Linked DNA regions of Mus musculus: region 1 is linked to region 2. Evidence: chromatin contacts called from public Hi-C data. All regions are on one chromosome and are shown on one strand. Each heading gives the region's core, a stretch centred on a gene start, on an enhancer-like site or on the middle of the called end of the contact. The rest is flanking DNA. Distances are from core to core; before and after follow the strand shown. Region 1 holds the start of Nipal1 (NIPA-like domain containing 1). Region 2 overlaps Corin (corin, serine peptidase).

Region 1 (4,472 bases), core at 1,584-4,083, 240 kb before region 2:
TCAGTATAGAAACAGAAAAGGATACAGCCAATTCTGAGTCACTATTCCTCAATTGCCTCATCTTAAACTTTTCTGAAGTTATTTTTGTCTTATGTATATAGGTGTTTTGCTTGTGTGTATGTCTGTGCACCACATACATGCCTGGTATCCTCAGAGGTCAGAAAATGGTGTCTGATACCCTGGAACTAGAGTTATAGATGAGTGCGAACTGTCTCGTGGCTGCCGTAATCAAGCTCATGCCCTCTGAAAGGGCAGTCAGTGCACTTGACCACTGAGCCATCTCTCTAGCTCCTGATTTCTTTTCTTAAAACCAAAGACATTCAGGTCAGGAAGACAGGAAAGGTCAGCTTTAAATATCACAGGCATTTTCCCTCTGTTGTCAAGCTATGGTCTGGACAAGTGGCTTCACTCCATGAAAGAAAACTTTGAAAACCCTTGATTCTCCTCTGCCTGAAGCTTGCTTTTTGAACCCCAAGTCAGCTAAGAGCTCCTTAGACGTGAGAATTTATGAATGTCCTTTTGGCAGCCCAGGATATCTGCCCTTGAGCCCATCATAACATCACTTCCACGGTCCCTGACACAAAATGTGTGTTCCAGGGGATGGCTGTTAAGTCTGGCATTCGGTTTCCCCAGGGCCGTGTTTCCTCTGCTAATAAAAGCGGTTTTGGCTGTTGAAGTTGATTTGAGTTCTGTTAGAACACTTGCAAATAGTACTGAAACCAAATTAGAAAAAAAAAACTTTGAGTATTTAAGTTTGTCTTTTTATTTTGTGATAATTTGGGATTATAAGATCTTTTGAAGTATTCAGTCATGGTTTTAAAAGTCAAAATCAAAGTACTACTGTAACTTTTGGGGGGCATCTTATGAAACGACTTTATCCTCAGACTCCATGATTAGCTCATCATTTTGATCTCGGGTAGATTAAAAACTTTCTCTAGAGGATCTGGGCCACCCAATCTGCAGACCACCTCCAGCTTCAGTACATTGACTGTTAGACTTTGTCACAGCTCTACACTCTCAAGTCATTTGCTTCTCGGAATGTCCTGTCATCAGGGTAGTAAACAGATTGGGAGTGCTAGCATTGAAGGCCAGACTGATGACAGTCCTTTAGGACCTAGGCCAGTGCTCGGCTCACAGGATTCTTGTTCATCACCTCAAACAAATCAAGGAAAACCAGACTCCATTTAAGACCCGCCAGGGTTCTGCCCTGTAGATTTCCTGAGGTAACCCAGTGCTACCTACTCTGTCAACAAGATTTCTTCCTACTTTAGAGAGGAAGAAAGAGAGCCAAGTGGATACACTAGGCCTAAAACCTAGTCTCCTACTACTGAAATTACAGATTGGCCTCTCCCATCTTTCCCAGTACCTTCCTGCACGGTTAATCATCGGGTGACACAGAGCTCCAATACTTCTTGTAGTTACTAAATGCATGAGCAAAGCAGGAAAAATATCCAGAGGTCAAATGAGTGGGTGCAATCTGCTCTCAGATCCTTGAACAAACAAGGGCAGGGTGCATTAGTGACGATCTGACTTGGCAGCTCCAGAATTATTTAGAAAAGGGACCAACTGCCACTAAGCGCATGACTGTCTAGGAAACAACCCTAGATGCAGCTGCCTTAGGGATACCGGTCTCAATGTGGGGATAGTTTGTGAATTGTTGCACATTTTCTTTTACACACCTTTCCCCTTTCTTACTAGCTGGGATTTGATGAGTCCTCTCTCTTCTTCTGTCTCTCCCCCCTTTTCTTTCTATTCCCTCGTTAAGTTATAAGCTGGAAAGGCCAAGAAGCAAGGACACGAATCTCTACAACACGAGGAGCTGTAGTTACATGGTCGTAGCATTAGGCTGGGAAGCACTCACTGTAAGGCACAGGTCTTACCAGACAGCTTCTTTGAGTCGTTAGCAAGTAGGTTAGAAATGACCTGACACCAGTGGGGATTAAAAAAAAAACCGATAATTTCGTTTGCAATGCACATTTCCCAAGGTTGCCCCACCTTTCCCCTTACTTCCATTCAGTTTTCTCTGACCTTCTGTGTAGAGACTGCAAGAAGCCAGTGGAAGTGAGGAACATCTGGCAAAGGTCAAGGGGTGGGGCCCAGGGGTTTTACCAGGCAAGGTGTGGGCTGGAAATCCCAGTCTAGCCCTGAGGAAGAACTAACAAAAGGGCACTCCCAGTTCCCTGTTGGAGTAGTCACCCTACTCAAAGGATTGCCCAGTAAGTCATACCTGAGCGATCTCTCCGTGGGACTCAGGCACAGTGTGTTCAGGGAGCACTGTGGGAAGCCCACGGGATCCCCGGCACGCCCTCTGCCATGTACTCCGGAGTTGAGGCTGAGCCAGGAAACCTCCTCCTGGATCAAACCCTGGAATCTGCCCTCAGCAAGCATCCTGAATTTCCCTGCCACACACTCAGTAGGACGTAATCAACATTGAGCCAGCCGGGGGACTAAGTGGGCGTCACTTCTGTCCTGCTCCGACTTGGGCTTCCCCACAGAGTCTGGAGTGCAGTGGGCTCAGCTAAGTATTTACTGTCCCGTTGGTGGGACAGCCGACTGGACGACTGGAATACTAAATGATTAGAAGACGGCGCGTTAAGAATCCGCACATTTTTCTGAGTCTAGTTTTGAGACCTCGCATCTGGGCTCCCAGCTACCCAAGTGACCCAACTGTCCCACCGCTGGGACTGACACTCACCTTCATGGCAGGGCTCTCCGGGTGGCAGCCTCAGCTGTACCCCCATGGCCTGGGGACCGGGCTTCCTCTGTGCTAGCAATAGTTTCTCACACACCAGTGTCCCGGGACCCGCTTTCGTTCCGGCGGATCGGTGGAGTCAGCGAAGGGTGTGCGCTGCCTCCGCCCCCGTGGCAGGCTCAGCCAATGAGAGTGACTGGGTGGGGCATGGGGTGGTTTGAGGCTCATTTTCCGCCCACCGCTCGCTCATCGCCGCAGAAGTTCCTTCAGTCACCGGTGTCTGCAGGGTGGACCCGGGAGCTGCACAGGTGCTTAGTCCAGAAACACCTGCCAGGAGGAGATGAGGTTACAGCGTGGATGCTGCCGAAGTCACTCGGGGAATTTAGTGATGGAGAGGCTGTCCCGAGGCCCCCTTCTGGTTGTCCTGGAGCAGACGAAGTGCTGGCCAACGTCAGTGGGTCTTTCTCATCACTGGCTTTTGTGGCACAAGGCGCTGTCTGCTGGAGTTCTGTGCTGAGTCCATGCTAAAGTTTATTCTGGGATTTTTTTCGAACAGGCTTGGTGCTTCTGCTCTCTCGTGCACGCCGTTGTCCTCCTTGTCTTACAATACCCGTGCTTACCTGTTTTCAACAATCAGGCATTTCCCTCTCCACCCACCCAGCTGCCTTATCCCCACGCCCAGTCGTATATGAAATAAGCTTTTCAGGGATCAGCAATGCCCAAACTGAGAAGACCTGTTCCCACGCTGAAGTTCATGATATTCCAGCAGTACACTACATAACATGCATGAGTCAACTCATTACAATTTACAGCACAATTTATTAACTACAGTTTGCAGGTGAGGGATAAGGATAAGGTAGAGAAAGCGGTGAAGTAACTTAGTCACGAGGTATTTATTATGCCTCATGAAGTGGTCACACTTACTGCTGAAGCCCTCAGCCGGAAGAGCCGAGATTGTGTGTTTTTCTGGGGTGCCTTTGCGCTTGACTGCTGTACCCCCATAGGCTCTAGGTATTCACGAACAGCTAGAATTAACTTTATTGCCTAAGAGTTTCACTGCAGAGATCCATCTTGCTTTTCTTGTTTTCAGGTTTATGAGACAAAACTTAAAACCAAATTAGTCAGTAGTTTAAGATGCATACTTTTTGTCTATGGGCATGACCTGTGGAAAAAGAATGGGGGAGGGGCAGGATCAGGTGGAAGTGGCAAAGACGGTTTAAGCCAGTTTTGAATTGGAAGCCTTGTGAAGTAGACATCTACTTAGATGCTTTCTTTGGACATCAGATTTCACGTTTTGTCTTCACCATAGACTGGCAATGATAATAAATCTGATCCCAGGTACTTCTTACTATTTAACAAACATCAGTTACAATGTGGCAAACCCTAACCCTAAGCACTTTATAAAAAATTGTTTAATTTATATTAAAAGCATTCAAAATGATAATAGCTGTTGTTATTTTCCACTTTATGCTTTATATCTTCACTTAAAAAAAGCCTTGAGAATGTTCCTTTGAGATTCATGAGTTTTCTTTGTTTGCACACGAATGCACACGTGTGTATGCAGGTGCACATGCGGGTGTGCCTGTGGAAGCCAGAAGGGGGCGCTGAGTATTCTGCTCTATCACTCTTTACTTCCTCGATGGGGCCTGTCACTGAACCCAAGCCTGGCTAGTCAGCAAGCCCCAGAAACCCATCAGCGGGAAGGCTGGGGTTATAGTTGTATACCATTTTTACGTGGGTTCTGGTTCTCAGGCCCAGGCAGCGCTGTTATCTTCTGAAT
Region 2 (4,218 bases), core at 769-3,268:
CTTCTAATCTATGAAAAGATTGATGACTTTGGGCAAAATGGTGAAACAGTTATAATTAGAGCCATGTGTTCACTAGAGTAGTATTTTCTTAAGTAATCAGAGTCCCAGAATCTTTGTAGGTTTTTAGTTGCAGTTATTTTTTTTATGTAACTTTTTTCTAAATGTTTTTCTGAAATGTCATTTTTCAATGAAATACACTTCTAGATTTAAAAATATCTTGTGCCTCAATCTTGATGGAACAATAGGCACATCTCACATATATTTATAATTCTTATGCTCTAGGAGAAGCCACTGATACCTAATGATCTTCATGTATATATAAGAATATGATTTCTAGCACACCTATATACCTACTGAAAAAAGTTTATGTGGTAGTAATATATTGTACATCAAGTACAAAAGCATTTATTATAGAGTAAATCATATAAGACCACCTTGCAGATCTCACAGTGCAGTCTTTCTCTCATGTTTTTTTTCATTGAGTAAACGAAATGCCTGTTGTATTCAGAATACAGACCCTAGGGCCTCTGACAAATACAATCAGTGAGCATAGTAGCAATTTATACCCATGCAATGTGCTTCTATTAAAAATTATCAATTTACTTTCATTTTATGTGCATTGGTGTTCTGCCTGCAAGCATGTCTGTGTGAGGGTGCCAGACCCCAGGAACTGGAGTTACAGACAGTTGTGAGCTCCCAGGTGGGTGCTAAGAATGGAACCCAGGTCCTCTAGGAAGAGCAGCCAGTTGTCCTAACTGCTGAGCCATCTCTCCGGCCCAGCAATGCTGCACTTAACTGTAGGTGATTTTCCAACATTTTAGTTGTTACACCTGAGTAGAAATGAAGTTGTATCACTAATTGAATCCGTTACTGAGACCTGACATTCTGATTAACATCCCTCAATAAACAAAGTACTGTCCCTATTGTAGAATTGTGTGGTTCAAAATTTCAGTGATACTGAGTTTAAGAAACCCCGACAGATGTTTAAGTTTTAAACAGTTCTTCCTCAATTCCATCATCCTCACAATCACAATCATCACCATGACTACCACTACCACCTCCACCACCACCACCATCACCACCACCATCTGCACTACCACTACCCCCACTACCTCTGCCACCACCACCTCTACTACAACCTCCATTACCACCACCACCTCCACCACCACCAGATCACAGTTCATGACTTTTGAGGGATACTGAACATAGACTATAATACATATGAAAAGAAAGAGAGGAACACCAATGACACATGTAAATGCTGCCATGCAGAAACTACAGAGAGGTAGGATAAATGACAGGAGAGTAGCTTGGAGCCAACTGCATGGATGAGGAATGATGATTTTGCTGGAAAGGGGATCTTCTTGACAAAGAGGGAAGAAACACGTATGCTTGTGCAGGCAACAGACACTGTGAACTCAGGCTCACATTAGGTTCCTGCTTAGCCTCAGACATGAACACGAGGAAAAGCTGACTGGCTTGTGAAATAACCGGTCCATGGATACAGTATTTTCCCTTTATATTTGGAGTCTCAGTCTTTTTTACCAGAGTGCTTTCACAGCTGTCAGCTCCTTTCGCCTCAAGTAAGTCCCCGAGGTATTTTCATCTTCATTTTATAAATTAAGAAACTGAGGGTGAGAGAGATCATCCCAGGGTTATTTAAAATCCCAGCCCCTGCACCCCCAACCGTCCTGTTCCAGCTTCCCCAAAAAGCATGTCCCACCATCTTGGGAGTCAATTAGTAATCCTTGAATGCTACCCTCCACTACAGCCCCGTTCTCACAAAAACTCTTAAATGTCTCTCCAGACTACAGTGAGCCAAAGCCTACAACCTGTAAAAACTGCCTTTCTTAATACACGGTTCTGGGAAGTCGATTCATCTCCTCTTAGCTGCCCTTAAATCAGTCATAATTCCTGGGACAATTTGTTCTCATACATGGCTCACGGTTGTCTTATCCTCTCTGTTGCCGGGCCCTGCAAAGTAAATAACGCGCTGGAGTGATAATGCTGTGGGAACTGTTCTTGAGAGCTTTAAAAATAAACATTTGTGCGTGTTTCCATAGCCGGGTTGTGAGAACTCAGTGGGGCTAAGGGTCAAGGCCCATCAATCATGCCGAGTGTTCCAACTAATCCTCAACTTTACCTTGGTTGTAATCATAAATGGAAAGCAGTTTTTAAGTGGTATTTCTGTGAGTCTAAAGAGATCCCCTGCCATGAAAGAGCTTCGGCTGTTTGTTCTTCCACCTCCCTCCTCTTTTTCCTAGTGTCATGTTTGCTTTGTCCAGCTCTCGTTGCTGATAGCAACCACTCCATCGTATCAGACTCCCTAATTGTAGTTGCTGGACCTCGGCAAAACATCCACTCTCAATTTCTATTGAATCGCAGGTTCATTTCAGAGAGATTATGCCATATGCTTTCTTTGAGATTCTTAGAATCATTGTTTTGACAGTGATTGTAGGCAGTGCCGCGAAACTATTAAAAGCTGACCAGGCGCTTTTCATTACAATGGCCAGCTTTAGATAAAATGATGTGTTTTTTTTTTCCCAGAACCTCAGATTTTCTTATGTTTATAACTTTAAATTACTTAAAGTTTTAAATTACCTAACCACTCTTTCTATACAGAGATGCCACCTCTTGGAAGAGCCTTGACTTAGCATCAGTGACTTACATGTGAGCTTACATGATTTTGCTTCCTAACTGTTGGGACTTGGAGAATGTCAAGTCCATTCAAACATCTTTATCTCAACTTCACAACACAAATAATCAGACTTGGACAGTAGAACCACTTTACCACCCTAGGCGATGTATTTCAGATGACTTTGGAAGCCACGATGCATTTCGCATATACAAACGTTTCAGTTCGGTAGACACACTCTTTGTGCCATGAACTTTATTACAGTTGGGAGAGGAATGAAAACATGCCTCTTTCTCATGACTTCACAGGCCAGTGAAGAGATAAATATTTAAGCGTAGACTCCGACCTTATACAAGAAGTTGGTTTCAATGGTATATCGGAGGGAGACATAGGCTAGAACAGGTTGATGTGGGACAGGTGTTACTCAGAGAAAGAGAGAGACATGGTCAAAGGAGTAGCTTATTGGACTTGGATGTGGCTTGGTGATAGAGTCTTTGCCTACTACACATGAGACCTGGGACTGCAAAACAGGACAGAAAAGAAGTAAATAATTGCACCAGTTATTGCACCAGGCAGCTGGCACTGTTTTAAGTGGGAAAGTATTACATAGTACACAGTCCACAGCCTGGGTGTGAGCCGGGCACTTCTTTCCTACAGTCTGTGAAACAGCCCTGAAGGGTTACTTCTCAGAAGAGACAGGAGAGCCTGAGGAAGGAAGTAGGAAGTGCTTCTTCATCTTGTGTGGGAGGCCTCTGTCCCCGATGCTTCTCTGGCTGTAGCATTCCGTCTACCGTTAGATTCTAGAATCACATCTGGATTCTGATGTGATCCACTTCCCAGCCCTCTTGGCTACATGCTAGACTCCTTCCTTTGCCTCTACCGATACCATAATTATCTGTATTCCACAGGATCGAGTTTTTCAGCCTCCTTTTCTCAAGGCTTTTATGTTGATCCTGGGAATTCTCATACATGCTTACAGATGCGTGAGTACTGACAATGAAAGCCTACTCTATCCAATTTTCCTAAGTTTAAAAGCACGGCCTCCATCTTTACTTCCAAAAAGTGTTTCCCTGTAATTGTTTCTAAGCCTCCACACCACAGTCCATTCCTTTACTCTTGAGTTACATTCTTCTCAGTTGTGAACTCTGCTCTTGACTCAAAGAGAAGGCTCCCTCTTTCCCTCTGCTTAGTTTCTCTCTCCTCTGTTGTTTTCTCTGCATTTCTCTCAACTCTCAACAGTGGGAAGCAGGCTTAGTCCTTAGACCTGTTCCCTTCTGATTACTGAGCTCAGGGCTTTAAATGATGCTCAAATTTCAAAGGTACCCAAGTTCAAAGGTGGGTCTCTACTACATTTTGATTCCAAATTCTAGACTTATGTGCGTATATGTGTTTTCCCTCTTTTTTTGAAGTCAAAAACATTTAATCAACTGTAGATGTGGGTTGGGAGAATTTGCTAAGGCAGGGTCTAACCTTATCACACTTTGGTAATTAGCACAAAGATCATTGGTGACTTTTGTTTTGGGTTACAGAGCTATAAAAACAGTATCGGCATGGCTCAAACAGGAGCCTCTGTGACTTCTGTT

What was found. A called contact is a pair of places that touch in the nucleus more often than the background predicts.
Region 1: a contact with region 2 is called in a Hi-C map of liver, with 2.3 times the contacts expected there. The contact joins the promoter of Nipal1 here to the enhancer-like site in region 2. A contact is called at or near these places in 1 of 39 promoter capture datasets (cranial neural crest) and 1 of 484 Hi-C or Micro-C datasets (liver).

The regions. Positions count from the first base shown.
Region 1 is chr5:72,646,157-72,650,628 of GRCm38.p6, reverse strand. Nipal1 (NIPA-like domain containing 1) reads right to left here and starts at 2,833. Exons shown (of 6, transcript NM_001081205.1): 1 at 2,696-2,833. The coding sequence starts at 2,741.
Region 2 is chr5:72,409,996-72,414,213 of GRCm38.p6, reverse strand. The region is part of intron 5 of Corin (corin, serine peptidase); the gene reads left to right. Among named protein-coding and RNA genes, the nearest start is that of Gm23712, 6.7 kb to the left of the region's middle. Within about 2 kb of position 2,018, at least 23 of the 459 cell types and tissues checked have an H3K27ac peak or open chromatin away from gene starts, as enhancers often do. A contact at or near this core is called in liver, where this site is marked.